Regions from separate parts of the Canis lupus genome. Here region 1 is linked to region 2. A link is a contact called in public Hi-C data. All regions are on one chromosome and are shown on one strand. Each heading gives the region's core, a stretch centred on a gene start, on an enhancer-like site or on the middle of the called end of the contact. The rest is flanking DNA. Distances are from core to core; before and after follow the strand shown.

What was found. A called contact is a pair of places that touch in the nucleus more often than the background predicts.
Region 1: a contact with region 2 is called in a Hi-C map of blood, with 4 times the contacts expected there. The contact joins the enhancer-like site here to the promoter of RRAGA in region 2. A contact is called at or near these places in 4 of 9 Hi-C or Micro-C datasets (blood and liver).

Annotation. Positions count from the first base shown.
Region 1 is chr11:39,049,784-39,052,497 of UU_Cfam_GSD_1.0, reverse strand. No RefSeq gene overlaps it. Among named protein-coding and RNA genes, the nearest start is that of PLIN2, 34 kb to the right of the region's middle. Within about 2 kb of position 1,322, at least 3 of the 20 cell types and tissues checked have an H3K27ac peak or open chromatin away from gene starts, as enhancers often do. A contact at or near this core is called in blood, where this site is marked.
Region 2 is chr11:38,944,172-38,946,913 of UU_Cfam_GSD_1.0, reverse strand. It overlaps RRAGA (ras-related GTP-binding protein A), which reads right to left and starts at 1,472. Exons shown (of 1, transcript XM_038552491.1): 1 at 1-1,472. The coding sequence starts at 1,372. The coding sequence ends at 431.

The DNA of each region.
Region 1 (2,714 bases), core at 73-2,572, 110 kb before region 2:
TGGAGCCTGCTTCTCCCTCTGCCTGTGTCTCTGCCTCTCTCCCTCTCTCTGTGACTATCATAAAAAAAAAAAAGCTCCATGAGAGTTTGGATCTCTGCATAGCACTAGCATGTGGTAAATGCTCAATAAATGTTTATTTGATAAATCAATAAATCTATTTTTCAGGGTTGTGGTTGCATCACTGTAAATTCCTTCCCATCTTTAAGCTGCCCTTGATTCAAGTCAGATCAATGGGTTGGAGAAGTAAGTTCACTGTGACTTGTTCTCTGCTTCATACAGTGTTGTTTCCTCCAAAATCCCTCTGATGGTGCACATGCACAAGGGGTCAGTAAGTGCTTAGGGGTTGATTTATTGAATGATATGGATTGACCCTGGTTTCTTGTCCCAACTTTGCCTACTGGCAGATATAAGGCAAAGAGAAAAATTAGGGACGTTACTCTTAGGTTACAGAGGTCACACCTTTACCTGAACTTTTTGTAGTATAGTGTGAGGTCCATTGGAACTTCCCTGTCTTTGTTCCTTACTGGCCGGAAAAACCAGGTAACCTTAGGCAAGGGCCTAATGGCCAGTAACTGACTACTTCATTATCTCAGGGTACTATATAGATAGCATTAAATTCCATACATGCCCCTTATTGTGAATGAACAGGTATTAGTGTAATTGAAAGGATCTCTTTCAGCCACCTGGGTGGCTCAGTGGTTGAGCATTTGCCTTTGGCTCAGGTCGAGATGCCAGGGGAGCTGGCTCCTCCTCTGTCTATGGCTCTGCTTCTCTCTGTCTCTCTCATATGAGATTAATAAATTAAATAGGTAAATATTTTAAGATATATAAAATCTTAAAAAAAAAAGAAAGCATCTGTTTCATCTTGTGTTTTACAAATGGATGGGTAAATATTCACTATTCTTCGTTGTGCAGAAATAATAACTACATCAGAGCACCAATAATTCACTAGCTGCAGAGCTTTGGGTTTGTTCATTCCCTCTGGAAGTAAATTTTCTCATTGATAAAATGAAGAGCTTGGATTCTGGTCTAAAGTTTCTTTCAATTCTAACATCTCATTTCCCTTCTATATCCTTCAGTGTACCAGACCCCTCAAAATTAATTTTTGTTCAGCTTTCACCTCTGTTTACAGGGGAAAAATAAATTTCCGTCTTTCTGTAAATCTGTAGGTAAACTTCTTTTTAATTGTGCTTATGTCACCACAAATGACTTTTCCTTGAAAATAAAATACTGAAAACACAGACTTTTCCCATTTGGCCATTAGATGTCGCTCAGCATCCAGGAAGTACAAGAAACCAGGCGTGGATTGTAAAACCCCTATTTGGTCCCCCAGGACCCAGTCCTTCCCACTATCTTGAGTCTGTGGTTTGCTTACTCATGTAATTCATATTTGTGCATCAGCGCATTGCTGTATGTAACCCCGAAAAGCCCCAGCCTTCCAGAAAACAAGTTTTCCAAATATCCTTTTTTTTTTTTTTTAATTTTATTTATTCATGAGAGGCAGAGACACAGGCAGAGGGAGAAGCAGGTTCCCTGTGGGGAGCCTAATACAGGACTTGATCCCAGGACCCCGGGATCACACCCTGAGCCAAAGGCAGACACTTAACCACTGAGTCATCCAGGTGCCCCTCAAAGGTCTTAATTTTGCCATTTCGGTTAACACTGAGTTGGTAAGCATTTGGCTTCCTGCAAACCAGTATCAAGGTATTCTACGGCAGAACTCATCCTGTCCTTCAAGGCCTAAATCAAAGGTCACCTCCTCTGTGGAGCCTCATCTGGCCCTCCTTCCTAACCCAGAGCACTGCAGGAAAATCTTTGTCCTAGTGCTTTTGTATTGTGTTTGTTTACAAATCTCTGAAGATTCCAAATTTCCTTCACAATATCAATCAATCTGCAGAGGGAATTTTTACTAAGGAGATTGGCAAATATCCACAGTTTTGATATCTTTGTTTTAGGGTAACAGGTATTCTCATACATTCTTAGTGGGAGTGTAGACTGATTTATGCTTTCTGGAAGACAATTCAGCAATATCTGCCAAGATTTTTTAATTGACAGCGTTCTTCTAGACATTTGTCCTAGTGATAGAAAATACTTTCACACATGCAGAAATATTTGTATAAGAACAGATTCACTGCAAAATTGCTTATGGCAGCAAAAAAAATAGAAATGACTTAAATGCCCATTAATAAGGAACTGGTTAAATTGTACATCTTACAGTGAATTACTATGCAACTGTTAAATAAGTATATTTATAGGTATAAAATAAAGCTATCCACAAAATATGTCATTAGAAAATGGCTGGGGGACACCTGGGTGGCTCAGTTGGTTAAGCATCCAGCTCTTGGTTTCAGCTCAGGTCATGATCTCATGGGTCCTGAAATGGAGCTTTGCATGGGGCTCCATGCTGAGTGGGGAGTCTGCTTGAAAGATTCTCTCCTTCTGCCTCTTTCCCACTCACTCTAGGAAGCACGTGCTTTCTCTCTCTCAAAAAAAAAAAAAAAAAAAAACAACAAACCAAACATTTTTTTAAAACAACCCTAGGAAGTAGGCATTTCTTATTATCGCCATATTACAGATAAAAGTAAGGCAGAGAGAAATTAAATAATTTGTCCAAATGCTAGCTAGTGATTAGAGGAGCTGATACTTAAACCCAGGTAGTCTAAATTTCGGGAGACTAGCTCTTAATCATTATACCTTATTTATGTGCAGTAGTG
Region 2 (2,742 bases), core at 223-2,722:
ATTCATGATTGAAGCCAAGAAGGATTTATAAATGCATTTTAATACCTTGCTGATAAAATAGTAACATTCCATCTTTGCAATCTTGTAAGGAATACAGGAAGAGACTGTAAAGGCTTTAATGTGTATATCTATTATAACCAGGTCATCAGAACACACACACACACACATACACACACACACACACCACCTACTTTAGTGTTACACCATACCAACTTTTCAGAAAGGCCATCCTGAAGCTCTACTGGATAACTGAGTAAATAGGTTTAAAGTCGGGGGAGGGGGGAGTAGGGAAGAAAGATGGAAGGTAGTAAGCAGCACACATTTCAAAGCTCACTTTTAAGCACACGACATTATTGAAAAAAAAAAAAACAAACAAACGCGGGGGTGGGGAAGGCAATTGAGCATCTTCAGAAAGAGTATTTGGCAATATTCAACGCATCAGGAGGCTGTGCTTGGGGCCATCCACTCTCTCCAGCTTCTCAAAGTGTTTCCTGGCATTGCGAATGTTGATCAGAGTAGCTGCGGAAGGGATCGACGGGTCAGACATAACCACCATCACGTACGTGTTTGAGGTGAAGATGTCGATGAAGGCCGCGAAGTTAGAATTTCGAACTTCCATGCTCTGGAAAGAAGCGGCTAATTTACTGCAGCTCAGCTTGAACTGCTTAATGATGTTGCTGATCTTCTCGAACCGGTGGACATCACGCTGCTCCTTGCACTGGTAATGGGAAATGACCAAGAACGTAGCCCTCTCGAACAGCAGGACTTCGTCGGCCTCAATAATTTGGGCAAAATTCCTGAGGTTCATCTCCAGCTGCTGCACATTGGGAATGAGCTGGTAGACAATACTGGACCAGGCTTTGTAGAGCGTTTCGTCCCAGATGGAGGTTCGAAAACAAGCGCATTCCAGGGGGCGAGACAGACGCCGCAGGTCTTCCTCTCGCTCTTTAAAAATCAGGTCACGCTGATCCTCCTGAACCAGATCCATTTTGTGCACCAGGCAGAAGATTTTGGCATCCGGAGAGTTCTGGAGGATGGCCTCCAGACACGACTGGTAATAATGCATGTCCTTTTCCAGTTCGCGGCTCTCCACGTCAAACACGTAGATCAGCACCTCCACGTTACGGAAGATGTTGTCTCGCTGGCTGGTGAAGTAGTTCTCCATGAAGGTGTCCTGACCGCCGCAGTCCCACAGGTTGAGCACCAGGTTGCCCAGGAATCGGACGTGGGAGTGCTCCACATCGATGGTGGCCCCCAGGCGCCGGGTGTCGCGAGCGATATAGTTCGCAAAGATAATGGACCGCATGCTGGTCTTCCCCGACCCGCTCTTCCCCATCAGCAGCACCTTCTTCTTCATGGCCGTGTTGGGCATCACCCGCCGGGGCCGCCGCGGAATGGGCCTCAGGGCGCGGCCTACCTGCGGCGCGGACGGAGGGCGGGGTCGGGGCGCAGGGGCTCCGCAGGCCCGGCCGTGCAGCCGTGCGGTGCCGGCAGCCGACGGCGGGAGGGCTGGGCCGGAGAGGGCGCGGCGGCGGGAGCTCTCCCTCGGAGGCGAGCGCCCTGGGCGAGGCGGCTGCGAGGCTCCGGGGAACAGCTCGCCTTCCGGGGAGCGCGGCCGCGGCGTCCCGGCTACCACCCACTTCCGGCGGCGGTCTCGCGAGAGCGGCGGGGCCCGGCCCTCGGCCCTCGGCCCTCGGCCGCGCGGGCCCTGAGGAGCTGCCGCTTCGGGGCGCCCGGGGCGGGGCGGGGGCGCCCGAGGGATGGAGCGGAGGGGGACCCGCACCGGGCGGCCCGTTGCCCTCTTCGCGCCGGGGGTGCCGTTGCTAGGTGCACGCGCGCGCTCGCTCGGTTACGAGAATGCTGCCATCTCGTGGCCAGATCCGGCTCCCGCCCCAGCCCGGCCCGGGACGGCCCCGGACAGGACGGGACGGGACAGGACGGGACGGGACGGGACAGGACGGGACGGGACAGGACGGGACGGGACGGGACAGGACGGGACAGGACGGGACGGAACAGGACGGGACGGGACAGCCCAGCCCAGGACAGGACGGGACAGGATGGGACAGTCCGGGACAGGACGGGACGGCACAGCCCGGGACAGGATGGGACAGTCCGGGAACAGGACGGGACGGGACAGGATGGGACGGGACGGGACGGGACAGCCCAGCCCAGGACAGGACAGGACGGGACAGGACAGCCCGGGACAGGACGGGACAGGGACGGGACGGGCCGGGACAGGCCGGGACAGGACAGGACGGGACGGACGGGACAGGACAGGACGGGACAGGACGGGACGGGACAGCCCGGGACAGGCCGGGACAGGACGGGACGGACAGGACGGGACGGACGGGACAGGACGGGACAGGACGGGACGGGACAGCCCGGGGCAACCCAGCCCAGGACAGCCCAGCCCGGGTCGCTTTCAGAGTGCAGTGCACTTAGGTGGGTCTAGGCCGGGCTGCAGGCAGGTGAAGTGGAGGAAGGCCAGGCTCCGCAGCCCGTGAGGCCTCCCCAGATTCCCAGGTGTGCTGCGCGCAAGCACAGCACACAGAGCACTGCAGATGAGGAAGTGAGACTTGGGGAAGTTAAGTGACTGCCCCGTGCTACACAGTGAGATGGTAGTAAACCCCTACTGGGGGATGCACTGACACCGCCCCCCCTTTTCCCCCCCCGCCCCCCCCCCCCCCCCCCCCGTGCTTTCTCCATTTGGAAGCAAGCTCCTTTTCCTTTTCTCAGGCTTTG